Regions from separate parts of the Mus musculus genome. Here region 1 is linked to region 2. The links are chromatin contacts, called in public Hi-C maps. All regions are on one chromosome and are shown on one strand. Each heading gives the region's core, a stretch centred on a gene start, on an enhancer-like site or on the middle of the called end of the contact. The rest is flanking DNA. Distances are from core to core; before and after follow the strand shown. Region 1 has its middle 86 kb from the start of Twist2. Region 2 has its middle 34 kb from the start of Gm28380.

What was found. Hi-C and Micro-C count contacts between places; a contact is called where the count stands out from the background.
Region 1: a Hi-C map of uterus shows a contact between it and region 2, with 5 times the contacts expected there. The contact joins two enhancer-like sites. A contact is called at or near these places in 1 of 15 datasets of contacts at CTCF or cohesin (the NIH/3T3 cell line), 5 of 484 Hi-C or Micro-C datasets (the G1E-ER4 cell line, embryonic fibroblasts, nephron progenitors and 1 more) and 1 of 115 datasets of contacts at active chromatin or transcription factors (double positive thymocytes).

Annotation. Positions count from the first base shown.
Region 1 is chr1:91,711,562-91,719,247 of GRCm38.p6, forward strand. No RefSeq gene overlaps it. Among named protein-coding and RNA genes, the nearest start is that of Twist2, 86 kb to the right of the region's middle. Within about 2 kb of position 2,945, at least 13 of the 459 cell types and tissues checked have an H3K27ac peak or open chromatin away from gene starts, as enhancers often do. A contact at or near this core is called in uterus, where this site is marked.
Region 2 is chr1:91,574,135-91,581,213 of GRCm38.p6, forward strand. No RefSeq gene overlaps it. Among named protein-coding and RNA genes, the nearest start is that of Gm28380, 34 kb to the right of the region's middle. Within about 2 kb of position 3,922, at least 25 of the 459 cell types and tissues checked have an H3K27ac peak or open chromatin away from gene starts, as enhancers often do. A contact at or near this core is called in uterus, where this site is marked.

The DNA.
Region 1 (7,686 bases), core at 1,695-4,194, 140 kb after region 2:
ACATGTATAAATATTTTTTCCCAACACCCTTAAATTTTCTGAAAGGCTCTTGCTGCTAATGTGATAGATGAATTACAAATTGATCTGAGTACATGCATTTCTTTCTATTAACTATTTAGTGTACAAAATAACAGGTTTCATCTTAGCATATACACATACACACACATATATGATTATACCCTGCTTATTTTGTATGCCCTAAACATTGTGTGGGTGTGGGTGTGTATTCATGCATGTGAACACACACATAAGTGTCTATGTGTACATATGTGCATATGTAGATGTGTATATACATGTATGAGTGTGTGCATGCTTGTGTGTATGTCTGCATGTGATTGTGCATACATGTGTATATCTGCATGTGTGTGAATATGTATATGTGTTATGTAAGTTTGCTAGTCAGGGTTTTTTATCCCTGTTAACAAGTACCTAAAAGATCAAAAAAATTTCTAAACTTACTGACTGTCTGATGCCGTTGACTAACGGGAGTGCCAAGCCTTCCCCAGGTCAAGCTCAGAGGGGTGGAGGCAAAGTCTTCCTCTAAATGCTGACAGTGTGTGTGACAGTGTGTGACAGTGAGTGCTTGTGAATGATTGATCAGTGTGTACAGAAACTAGCAATGACAGCTTCCTCCTTCCAGGTGTCTACAGCCTGAGACTGCACCTACAGACACCCACCTCTTAGCAAGACAAGAAAGTGCTCCCCCGTGCTGTACATAATAAACACGCCAGGGTCCTGGACCGTCCCGTAGTTGATGCCACTCCATCAGAGTAGGCGTGGCTCACTCAACCCCAGCTTTCCCATATGTCTGCCCTTTCTTCATTCTCTTACCACTGCTTCAGTAACCAAAGCCATGCAGGCCATGGTACCTGTGAGGGTGACCTGTAAGAGGTTCCCACCCAGCTGTACAGCCAAGGCTGCCCTATGGCTGTCATTGTCAGACGCTCTTTTCAAACTTTTTCCTGGGTTGGCTGAGATTTCCATGCTCAGAGGGCCAATGCATCTTAGTTGAGTATCTGTGGGCAATCTGCAAAAGGCTGACACATGTCTCTTCTGAAAGACAGTTCGTCCGCACATCTCCTACTGCTGTTCTGTGTGAACGGTGCAGGGTGCTACATTTGATTTTGAATTGTCTCTGCAGTTGGACTAAGAAAGAGGTACCTGTGGTGGAGGTGGGGGCAGAGTAATGGAGTTCACCCCTTGTGAGAGCCAGTGAGGTCATCCATCCCCAGGCTCAACTAGATCAGGGGTAGGGAGGGTGGGGGTGTCTGGGGGAGGGTACCTCTGAGTGATCAATGGATTAATCCCTTGATGGAGTCACAATGCTGGTGTCATTGAGAAGTGGTCTTAGTAGAGGTGGGACCTAACTGAAGGAAGTGCTTTACAGTGAATGAGCCCTTGGGTGAGATAACGACACATCCAAGAGGCTGGTGGAAATGAGGACGTTTTTAATGTACCAGCATAGAGAAGAGGCAGAGATGAGTGGCATGTTGCATTGGTGCAAAACAGTGGTTTTTAAATTCCTAACTATAAGAAATCACAGCCCTCCTTTTCTTAAGGGCCAGGATTCTACTAGCCCCGCCCCCTTTTCAAATCCCGCGTCCGATTGATTTAGGCTCCAAACCTTACATATGTAGTCATTTGGGACTTGAGAGTGATCAGTCACCTAGCAGACTGCCTGATGAACTCTTCAGAGGGGACATAGTATCCATGACTCCTTCCTGTCTTGCTCTCTGTTTTCTGGTTGCCATGGAGTGAGCCCCAGCCTCTGTAACACATCCCCACCGTAGTGTTGTTCTGCCCAAGCACACGGGCTGAGTGGCCACAGTCTGAGCCCTGCGGCACTGTGAGCAATGTAAGACACTTCTGCCCTAGAGATGGGATAGAACGCAGTGAGTTCTGGGCAGAAGCTGCGATCATCGAGTTTAGCTAGCCACTCTTTTTAAAGAATCGAATGCTTAAATTCCCCTGCCCCCCAACACTCCCTGTCACAAGGGTTTCATCAATCAGGCAGCTACAAGCATTTTTGTCATTTCCTGTGTCATTTTCCCCCCTTTGATCCAAAAGTTATTTATATTCATTTTCCTTTGATTTTCAAATATTTGGGGGGGGGGAATGACATTATTAGTGTGTGGCTGACTTTCATTTTGGTTGGAAGACACCTTACCTAGAATTCCAATGCCTTTAAATATATTGAGACCTATTTGACAGCATTAGTATACATTTTATTTAGTGAATCTCCCGTGCACTTAAACATGGTATAAATATCAGTCATGTTAAGTGAGCTGACATGACTTTAATGTCATCAGAAGATTTTCTGTCCTTTTTTCCCACTGTTACTGACAGAATGGTATTGAAGAGGCCAACAATGGATTTCTTTCTTTCTTTTTTTTTTTTAAACTGATTTTATCTTCTTTGCTTTGTGCATTTTGAAGTACTATTATTAAAGGGCTATGCATGTAGGCTTTTGCAGCTTTTAGCTCTCAGAAATGGATATGGTCTCTCATTTGGCTACTGTTTCCTTATCATACTATGTTTGTTGGGAAAATATACCAACTAGGTGGTGGGGAACACTGCAGACAGGATGGGCACAGAGTTACATAGGCAGTACTTGGGGTGTGAGGGAAGAAATGGGGGTGTGCCAAGCTCTGCCCTGAAAGATCTGTTCATCTTCTCCATCCCTCCCTCATGTCTTTTCTTCTCTCACTGAAGGCAGACAAACAGGCTGGAAGGCACTGGAGGAGGCTGCCATCAGGGCGTGACTTAGGACCTTGTAGCAGGAGGAGTTACATTTGGACACAGGGCTCAGCCTTGAGGTGTGGATCCAGGAGCCCTTGACCGCAAGGACTGTTATGGCGTGGATGTGAAATGCTCTTTGAACACATGAGCCTGCATTTGAACATTTGGTCTCCAGCCAGTGGCGCTGTTTCAGGACGTTATTGAAGCTTTGGGAGACAGGGAGGGCCTGGCTAGCAGATGTGGGTCATATGGGGTGGATCCTTTGTAGTTGAAGTTACACTATGGTCCCTTGGTATCCTAGCCTAACTGCTTTTTCTGCCATCAGAATGCAAGGGAACCTTGCTAGGCACGCCTACCACCCTGCACGCCACCAAGTCTTTCCTGTCGTGATGAACTAAGGGTACGAGCCAAAAATAAATCCTTCTTCTGTCAAGTTCTTCTATCAGATATTCTGTCACGACAAAGGGGAAAGTAACATAAGCTGCCAGGGACTGCACTGGAGAGCACTACGGCCAAAACCAGTGGGCCTGCCTCCCTCACACCTCAGCCCTGGCCTGGGCCACTTTGGTAAAGAGAGCAGCTCACTCAGCCAATTCCAAGAGTCAGGTTGGAAGCCTCGGTGTTTGGTTTGTTTTTTTTTTCTTTTGTTTTGTTTTGTTTTTCTTCTTCTTTCTCCCTGCTCCACCCGCCAAGTTCAGGGTGTTTCTGGAACACTGAAGAATGCAGATAAGAGGTTAAGCGCCTCCCTAGAGGGAGATGATGGAGATTTCTGGGCTCAGTGAAGTCCCAGCAGTGTGGGGAGATGCTACACCGATGCCCAGTCCTGCAAGGAGGATGGGGGTGAGCTGCCTTGCCCTTTACTCTTTAGGCAAAGGGTGACCACAAGTAAGGTTGTAAGATTGGATGCAACCCGGAATCATTTCTGGGCAGAACCAACCTCACTTCCAGCCCCATACAGTTCTGTGTGGGGCACCTCTCCCCTCTGCCTGGGCCTTGCCTGCTTTTCCACAGTGTTTTAGAAAAGCAAGACTTCGGCAAATGTAAGTGTTCGGCAGATGTAAGTTTTCAATGGGGTGACCTAGGTCCAAGTGTGCCAGAAATGCCAGAAAAGCCATGGCAAAACTTAATGCAGTCATGTTGGTACCACTCCAAATGGGATTTATCTCACACTCATCAGAACTCGGATGAAGTCAGGAAAGCAAGCTCCCGTCTTCCCTCACTCTGGTTCCTCCATTGGTCCGGGACTTGGGTTCTGTTGCTCTCTGCAGCTTCTTGGCCCTAGCTTCCTTTGCATTCTATTTTTGTGTGATCATTAGCATTCCTTCCCTCCCTAAACTTTTATAATGTTCAAGTCAGCCTTTTATATCCTTCCCAGAAGGGCTGAGATCTCGTGAGTTCCTGCTGTAAACAATGACTGCCTGGCCTTAATGCCGAACACGTTCAAGTATCTTTAAAAAGCCAGGCTCCTCGGTGGGTGCAGCGTGGACAGTTTGAAGACTCAGTAAAGAGGCTGGGGTGCACACAGATAACTCAGTGCTTCCCATAGCCACAAGCCCAGCTGCTGTCTCTTATGCCACAGAAGCCTGCAGGACAGAAATGTCACCCTGGCCTTAGCTTGACCAGTGGATCAGAGCCTCCATGCTACTTAGCCCAGAGATCCCGGGCATCTGGCCACATCTGTTCTGCTTCCGCTTTGACCTCTTGACTGTGGGTCTTCTTCATGGGATCAGTTTGAGGGCCAAGAGTCCTAATGAGCAGAAAGTGCAGGTCTGTTGCATGCTCAGTGCCTGAGTCAGGTCTTAGAGATACAGAGATGGGACCTGTGATCCCTCACCAGTATGTCACCTAGCTCAGAGTTCTTATCAGGGCAATGTGCAGTTTCTGGGAAACTGGCTAACGTCTAGAGATAGTTTTGGCTGCTGTGATTTGGGATGTGTGTGTGTGAGTGTGTGTGTGTGTGTGTGTGTGTGTGTAGATACACAAGCGTTGGTTGATAGGAACCAAGGATGTTGCTATTCTGTATACAGAATAGCCCCTAACAAGAGTGCATCTGGCCCCAAAGCTCAGGAGAACTAAGATGCAGCAGCCCAGGTCTGGCTGTAAAGCTGCCTAAACTAACAGCCTGCTGAAAATCGACAGTGAGGGTTTCAGTAATGGGCAGATCCAGGTGCCAAGGGACCTGCCTAGGTCACTGAGGTCTACCGGTTATGGCTCCTTTAAGAATACCCATTCTTATTTGTCAGGGGTGCCTTCATGGAACTTAGCCTCTCTTAGTTCACAGTAGGACTCCTACTCAAACAGCATTGCTAGTCAAGCATTGCCCATCAAGGAACATCTACCAAAAAGCTCACATTTCAAAGCAGGCACCATGCTGGTACAATACCCCTTCAGGATGAAGCCTAGGAGCGCCTCACTCATCCATGACTCTTACTCAGGTCTGCCTCAGCCATGACGAGCTAGAAGAGTTCCTGAAGCCCTTTGTAGAGCCCCAGGCTCTACAGAGACATCTACATGCCTTGGTGAAAAGCCAGTTGCAAGAGCCAAGCGAGGGCTCTAACATAGGCCATTTGCTCTTGGTGTGGCATTTGCATAGCAGGAACCAACTTCTCTGAGCACTATTGTTCTCAGAGTGCTGGTTTCTCAAGGCAGGGTTAGCATCACCTTAGACCCTGGCTGAATCAGAAACCCTGGCAGGACACCTAGCAGCTCATGCTATCTATGACTGCCCCCACCCCAGGTGACTCTGATAGAGAGTGGACTTGGACCACCTGGGGGAAAGCAAGACCCATATGTAGAGACACTTGAATCCCATCAGTGCTTACTCTGGGCAAAAGCAAGCAGGGTCCTAGACAACACACTCACCTTGCAGGTGTCTCTGAGGCCTTCACAGCCAGCGGAGTGGTGAGCAGAGGCAAGAAGGCAGATCAGCTCAACAGGACGCAGCAGCCAGTGTGGCTCAAGCTCTGGGAGTTTGATTCCCAGTGGATTATTTAGGCATATTTAAGCAGAGCATAATTCAGTGAACATCATTCTTGTGATGGTTAGCTCAGTCCTGCATGTACAACAAAGCAAACCGAAATCTCCTGGAGGAACAGAGTATGTAAGCTACATACAGGCCAGACACTGAAACTCTTTGTAAAGTCCATAAAGACAGGCTGGAGAGCTTGACTGAGAAAAACAAATTTGTGGTAAGGATCCAGAGGAGTGCTAGAAATGTCCCTAGCCACACAGGTAGTGCAAAGGTCACCAGGTTAGGAAGGACATACATATAGCTCAGCCTTCTGGGGGGATAACAGGTGTTCCGTTACTTCCCTTGAAGGAACAACCTGTGTGCCTAACATTGCCGGCTCCCCTAGTGTGTGTCTGTACACACAGTGACCTCCGTGCCCTGTGTCACCTCCTCACATGCACCAAAGCCTTGGTTGCCTTTTTACAGGATTTTCTACAGATAAACTGTGTGGCAATGGTGCTCCTGAAAGTTACCTTCAGCCCTGTTGCTGAGACTGTAAGTTCAAGAAATTCATTACAGCTTTGATTAAAAAAAACAACTAAAACCACACACACACACACACACACACACACACACACACATTCAAACAAACAAACAAGCTCCCAAACCTTTGAATTACTGCAGTCTGCTAGGAGGAAACATGGACAAATGAATCCAATAGGTTAAAAAAGGAGGCCCCTGAAATGATGGGACTTCATTGGAAACGCAGTGAAATGCACCAGAAGCAAACACCATGGGATTAGACACCCGAGCTTCATCTCCACCAGGGATGCGGGATAGGGATGTTGCTAAGCACTGTGTCGTCGCATGAAGGACAGCACTCAGTACCAAAGCCCATCAGGCCCCCGAGGTCAGAGCTGAGACTGGCTGTGACCTGGTCTGGCTGTGAGGCTTCCCAGGCTAAGTGCTGTTGAAATCACCATGAAGATTTACAAATACTCCTCATTCTCAGATAAGATAGCTCTGTCCGTGAAGTGCTGGGCCACAAAATCACAAGGACCTAAGTTAGAGCCCAAGACCGTGTGGGAAAATGCCAAGTACATCCTTGCCCGAGTTAGGTTTCTATTGCTGTAATAAATACCATGACCAAAGCATCTTGGGGGAGGAGAGGGCTTATTTGATCTTACACATCTTGATCACAGGCCATCACTGAGGGAAGCACAGGCAGGAACCTAGAGACAGGAGGTGATGCAGAAGCCATGGAGGAGTTCTGCTTACTGGCTTGCTCAGCCTGCTTTTTTTTTTTTTTTTTTTAATACAACCCAGGACCACATGCCTAAGGGTGGCACCACTCACAGTGGAGTGGGTCCTTCCATATTAATCATTGATCAAGAAAATGTCCCCATAGGTGTGCCTGCCAATCTGATAGAGGCATTTATCAAATGAAATTCCCTCTTCTCAGATGACCCTGGCCTATGTTGAGTTGACAAAAAAAACCTAACCAACATAGGCAATGTGCATTTATAGTTTCAGGATCAGAGAGGCAGAGGTAGGCGGATACAGGGGACTCACCAGCCAGCCAGTCTAGACTAGTTGGTGAGAACCAGGCCAATGAAAGACCCTGTCAAGACAGTGTGCCTGAGGATGGCACCCCAGCTTATCTTGTCTTCTGGTTCCTACATGAATACATACACACCCACTCACTCACACACACACACACTCACACACACACACACACACACTCACACACACACACACACACTCACACACACACTCACTCACACTCACACACACTCACACACACACACTCACTCACACACACACACACTCACTCACACACACACACTCACTCACACTCTCACACACACTCACACACACACACACTCACTCACACACACACACACTCACACACACACACACACACACTCACACACACACGCACACTGACACACACACACACACTCACACACACTCACATGCATACACATACACAAATA
Region 2 (7,079 bases), core at 2,672-5,171:
TTTGTCTGCGTCTGAGTTTTCTAGTAATAGACTGCACTGAACCAGCTCTGCCCATCCTGCCTCTCCACACTGATCTCTACAGCCCCGTATTTTAGTCATCGTTTTGTTGTTGCTGTTGGACATTTGTTTTCTAAATGGGATTGTGACCAGTAGATATGAAAATTAAAAGAAAAGGATTTATTTTTATTTTATGTGTATGGTGTTTTGCCTGCATGTTTATCTATGTACCATGTGTATGCAGCGCCCACAGAGGCCAGAAGAGGGCACAGGATCCCTTGGAACTAGATGTTTGTTAGCTGTTCTGTGGGTGCCAGCAAAGGGAACCTCTCTGTAAGAGCAGCCAGTGCTCTTTACTGCTGGGCCATTTTGCCAGCCCAGGTGGTGGTTTCACCCATGTTGTGCACTGAGGTTGTATTTTGTTTTTGAGCTCTGAATGATGTTACCATCCTTCTTAAAATGTTCCCTTCTGCTCACTACAGGCAGTTAGATTAGTGAGGATCAATTAAACCAAGAAGGTAGTGAGCTAACAAGGCAGTCAAGCGCCTCTGTGTCTTGCTCATCCTTTCTTGCTCTCGATGTTCCCTGGTGCCCTAACCTAATCTCTCCATAGCAGAGAGGCATGGGTAGAATTCTAGGTAGCCTTTTCAGACACTTGACTTTCATTCTCTCTTCCTAGGGCAAACTGGCCATCACCTTGAGGAGGGAAGCAACACAGCGTTGTGCTCAGTTTCATGAACTCCATTTGGCTCTAGTGTGCATAGATCTTGGCTGACTTAACAACTCCGAACTCCATTTTGCTCCCTCAGCACTGAGACAGCTTGTGTCTTCCCTGGAAATCGGCTGAACTTTCCCAACTGGCAGGGGAAGAACAGCGTCTTGAATTGATATTGACATAGCCCTTGCCCAGAGCATGTTTGAGAGAATGAATGGGGTGGGTGTCTGGCACCCACATGGCTGTTCTTCTCATTACCTTTGCCTTGTTAGTGCATTTTTGGAGGATGGAATACATCTTCTAGAACATTGGTATTTGGTCCCTACAATCACCACTCAGGCCTAGGGCTCCCTCAGTTCGAGCTTCCTGGAGTCTATGTGTGATCCACGAGACCCTCAACATATGACCACATGGCTCCTGGGTGTCATGCTCTCTTCCTACCCTATGTGAGCATAGTGACCCCCCGATCGAGAATCTGGAAGCTTCTTAGTGCCTACTGTAGGTGTGGACCTAGCTCCCAGGTCTGTGTTCTCACATCTGGTTCCTAGAACTTCTACCAAACGCACCTCACTCCTGACTCCCACCTCAGCCTCCTGGAGCAGGGATGATAATGTGTCCCCCCTTCCTGTTTCCAACAGCCCAGGGCTTCCTTGCTTCTCAGAGCTTTGTGTCTCTGTCTTGTAAATAGAAATGTTGGCATGGCTCTCTCTCTCTCTCTCTCCTCAGACTCCCTGTTGCTGTGGACTGAACCCTGTTCGTTGAAATCTTGGAAGTGCTGTCCGTCAGTGTGTCTGGATTTGGAGATGGGCCCCGAGGGAGTTGAGGAAGCTAAGTGAGATCATTAGGGTGGACCCTGATCCACCGGGCTGGTGACGTAAGAAAAGGAAGAGACACCAGCGGAGAAGCTGGGTGAGGGCAGAATGGGAGTCAACCGCTGAAGCCAGATGATTGCTCTCACAGGTGGCTGGCCGCATGGCATGATGGTCTTGCACTTCCAGCCCCCAGAGCTGTGAGAGAATAGATTCACATTGCACCATTTGCTGAGTGTGAGGGTATGTTGTTAGGGAAGCCTGGACTGCCACCTCTCACTGAGCACTGACCCCACCCTGAGAGAGTTCCTTCTGCTACCCACTTTACCCTATACTGGGGAGACCACACATGCTTCCCCGGTTTATTTTTTTATTAAGAACATGGCTTTGGTTCATGTATGCCAGGTCAGCTCTCTACCAGTAAGCTACACCACCAACCCTCTTTATTAGGCTCAGGGTCTCACTTAGTTATCATGCTGTAGGCAAATCCATGGTAGCACTTGGCTCAGCCCAGTGTAGCCTTGGGCTATATTAGAAAGCAAGCTGAGCAGGCTGTAGAAGGCAGGTCAGTAAAGGGTGTTCCTCTATGGCTTCTGCTTCAGTGTCTGCCCTGAGTTCCTGTCTTGGTTCCCCTAATGAAGGACTGTGATCCAGACATGGAAGCCAAATGGACCCTTTGCTCCCCAGGGAGTGTATGTGTGTGTATACACATGCATACATACATTTATGTGTATACATACACACATATGTACATATGTGCATGTATATGTATATTTACATAGACATGCACATATGTACATATGTATATGTATATATGTATTTATATTTCATATTTAGCATGTATACATCATAGCCCTCTAATCCATATACCCCATACCCTCTACACTCTACCCCCACAATCATGCACACTACAAACATTCATCAAGTCCCATATCCTCCCCAATCCATATCATATGTGCCATATACACAATGTTCTCCATACTCTTGACAGTTTCCCTTACATACACTTTGCATGCCCTGTATATACACACCATAAGCCACACCAATCTCTCTCTCTCTTTCTCTCTCTCTCTCTCTCTCTCTCACACACACACACATACACACACACACACTGTACATACACATGTGGGATTTATCACAATTACTATACCACACTATACCCACCAAGGTTACTCACTCCTACATCACACATAACATTTACTATAACAATATATACCATATGTACTAAATACAAAACATAGCCCACACACCACATACTATATGCTCTGAATATCCTACAGCTACATATAATGATCACTCCTCACTTATATACCATAAATAGCATAAACAACCCCACAACCCCCATTCCCCAACATATATCACATTTGCTTCTGAAATTACCATATTCTCATACCATATATCACATATATCATATACCACACACCAGTGAATATAAACATCATGTAGCATATATATTCACCCATATTACATATACCATATAACATACTGACTTACTCATACCACACACACCAATTTCACATGCCATATATACCACACACATACCATTCCACACATACTGTATGTGTACTACATACCCTATATGACACACACATTCATTCTATATCACATTACATATATCACACATCTTGTATAACCCACATACACACACCCTACACCACACTCTCATTTGTCCAACTCCTTACACAAGCATACCCAAACCTATGTGTATATTCCCGAACGTTGTTTTCATTGCTAGAATCTTGGGTATGGGGACTGGGGATGGAGCCTGGTCTCCTACACCTCCCTTTCCATGCAGGAGTGCCCATTGCTGAAGGACTCGGTAGGTTCTTATGGTGTGTTGACAGTGTCTTCCAGTGGCTGTGCTGGTGCTAACCTGGGTTACCCATGAGCATGGTAGATGATGCTATCTTAGGGCTGAGTGGGACTTAAATCAGCCTGCTGCCCTGAGGAGAGCAAGGAGATGGTGGGGGTTGGTCTGGAGCTGAGACACAGACACATTTTTTTTCTTTTTTTTTTTTTTTTTTTGTATCTCCAGTGAGTCGGGTAGCAGCTGCATGAAGCTGGTTTGATTGTACAGATGCTGTTGGAGCTGGTAGGGGAGGCAGTGTGTCCTGTCCTTCTGGACAGACAATGGAAGTGTCTTGCTGGGGTTTGTTGTTTGCTCTGCAGAGTAGGGATGCTCAGTCACACACCGGATGGACTCTGACTCTCTTGGATTCTAATGTTCTGGGGCCTGTGGACCTCAAGGGACGCCTAATCCTCATAATAGAGGTGACCTTTGGATACTAGGATTTTTCCAGAACAACATAGAAAGTTGGACTTGAGGGAGGGTGGACAGATGGTGGCCTGTATAAAGGCCTGTGGTTTGTGGCTCACGTTTAGTGATATCATCCTGGATAAGGTCTGAGTCAGCTTTTAGCTGGCACAGGTTCCTAAACACTGCTCAGTGGGCCAGGGCCTCCTTCCCATGATGCCCCACATCCCACAAAAGACTTTCCAAAAGTTGCCTCTCATTAGCCTCACCTTTGGCCTACATGGCTGAGGCTGGGGGTGGGGTTCACATTCTTACAAAGTGTTTAGAATTGTTCAAAAGTGGGAGAGGCCGCCCTTTGATCACAGTCTGAGTGGATATTGCGCTCTGGCCATCATCATTCTGACAAACTTCCTCCCCTCCCAAGCCTCCCTCCCCGCCCCACTCAGAAAGGCCCGGAGCTGGGCTGGAGTGACCTGGACTGTGGGTCCTCCTGCACCCTGCAAGGTCGGCTCACCATGGCAGTCAGCAGCTATTTTCATGGCCTCCCTTCCTGTAGGGCCTGTTCCCCAGAGGGAGTCTGTGGGCCTCCTCTCAATAAAAACTCACCAAGGACTTAGACATAAGGAATCCTTCTACTGCAGGGCTGATTTCCCCCTTATCCCCCCCGCCAAGGCCTGATCCAGCCCTGAGAATTCTAAAAGCTGGGGCCCTGGATTGTTCTGATTCCACAGAGCCAGTGTCGCTGTGGGGCCAGCAGGGGCTGTGGATAGAGGACAGAAGAGATGAGAACTGCTTTGAGGACAACTGTTGGTTGCAAGGAGGCCCTTCCCCCGCTTCACATCCTGGTTCATACTGTTGGGAGAGAGTAGAATTCTCTAAATGTCTTCAACCCATACACTTGGGGAGACTTTGGGACAGAAAGGAAGTGGTTCAGAGTGGTCCAGCTCTTGTGTTCTGCTCCTACATGGATGCTCGCTAGTACCTTGAATACTTCTACTACCTTGAAGAGGGGAGGCCCAGCCTCAGGACACTTGCCTGCCTGGCACCCTAGCCTCCATAGCTTGACCCTCCTACTACCATTCCTACCCAGGCTTCTTGGATGCTGTGGGCCCCTCCCTGATCATTCCTGCTCTGAAGCCATGTCTGATCTCAGGGATGTTGAGCCCTCTTCTGCTTCATCTTCTGTTTCCAGTCACCTACCCTGACCATACATAAATGGTCTGATGGGTCTGTGTATGCCATTTACTAGAGGCCCTAAGGAGTCCCATGGTTTTGTGGGGACTTCATACCAGAGGTCTGTGGGGTAGAGCCATTTTTCATGGCAGATCTGCTGCCCCGAGGGCCACTCCAAGCCTATCCCGGATGGATCTTTATTCTGTGTCAGGGATGAGCTTGCCTGGCTTGCGGACCTCTGAGTGGAGCTAGAGCCCTCCTTTGTGCCTGCCCACCCTATTTGCTGGGTGAACCACAGGCTCTGGCCTACCACTGAGGTCCACCCAGGAAAAGAGAAGCTCTTTGGATATATTCTAGGCATCATGTACACCTCTTGGAAGTTGGTCTTTGTGTATCATTCTATGTAAGTAAAACCACCACCACCACCACAACAACAACAACAATAAAGCAAATTCAAGGAATTACAAGAGGCTAAACACAAGGATAGAAACAAAAATAGCTCCCTCCAGGCCTATCTGCTAATGGGGCCCCCTGCAGACCAAGATCTGAGCAGTGACAGTCTATATCTGTAGAGTGGACAGAATGAGATTACAGCCCATCGGGTGAGACCAATCATTGGCTAAGAGGTGGGTGGCACTGAGTACTCTGTAGGTGACAAAGGGAGAAGCCAGAGGAAATGCTTCCCCACAAAGAGGGCTCAGCTTTTCCTGGCTTTACAATCTAACTGTGGGGAAAGGGTTTCCAGGAACATCTTTACATTTCAAGGTTTACTGATTTCTGTGTTCTGTCCTGGGTCTCTGTGTTCCCTCTTTCTTGGTCCCCATGTTCAGTTCTTCAGTACCTGTACCTTTGGTGTTGGGTTCCTGAATCCTCGTAAGTGGGCTCCTGTGTTCTCGTGATGGCTCCCTCTGTTCTGTAAATCATGGGATCCTGTAATGTCAGCTAATCCCCAATCCAAACTTCTGGGATTGTAATGGCCCAGGGTCACCGAAGGGTCCATGGAGCTTCAACCCCAGATACCTCAAACATGAGGACGGCAGGAATTTGCTACCTACCTCCTCCCAACCTGATGCTATAAAGCCAACTGTCATCCCTAGAACCTTCATCCCTAGCAGGACTTTATTACCCTGACTGTTATAAGGCTTCCCTCATTGTTTGATTCCCCCAGACCTTACCGCCCCGAGTATGTAGATGTCTCATCTTCCAACATGTCTGCCACACAAACCCTGTCCCAGAGACCCTGTCCACCTCCCCAGGGATATAAATACCCCTTTCTCCCCACCCCCCATAAAGGAACGGGTTCTCCAAAGCCTGCTCCCAGATGTGTTCTTCACTCACCCGAGCCCCATTAAGCTTCCCTCCCTCCAGTCCAGCCTGGTGTATGAGGAGCCTGGCTACTCAGAGGGAGAAGTGGACACAGGTGGTGCCAACCTATCCAGGCTTCTTCTGTGTAACAGGAGGGGTGGGTCCTAGTATGTGAAAAGAAAGACTCTTGTCACAAGGATACCTAGTGGCATTTGTCTCTAAAAAGTGATGATACATTTTGGGCCCGTGGATACCCTCAGTAGACTTACTTATCACGCATGGACAGCAGATCACATACTTCCTGTTTTATCTGAATCTTATCTCACTACCAGAATTATTCCCTCTCTGCCCCATGACTGTGGGTGCAACCTGATTGGCTGCCTCCCACTCCTGTGTCTGGGTCTTCTCTGTTGTGATGGATTATACCTTCAAACAGTGAGCCCAAACACACCATCCCCCCTTCTGTTTCCCTTGTAGTCTCTGTCTCTGCAACAAGGAAAGAACTACAATGTATTCTGTGTTCTTTGTGCACACTCTTTCTCTGGCAAAGTCCGACTTGCTTACTAGCCTCGAAGGGTTCGAGCAGGAGCTGAGCATCCAGCCCCTGATAGAGTTGGCGTGGGTGGGACAGGGTGTGGCAGATGGAGGATCCGATCACTGGTCCAGCCCAATGTCTTCATCCCATGGGCCTTGTAAAGTCCTAGTACTGGGAATGGGAGTGGTCACATCTTCCTTCCCAAGTCCTGTAGAAGATAATGCCCATGACCTGGATGAAGAGGGTCCCCCTAGCCCAAGCTCCCCACAGGCTCCTGGCAGCTCACCTGGG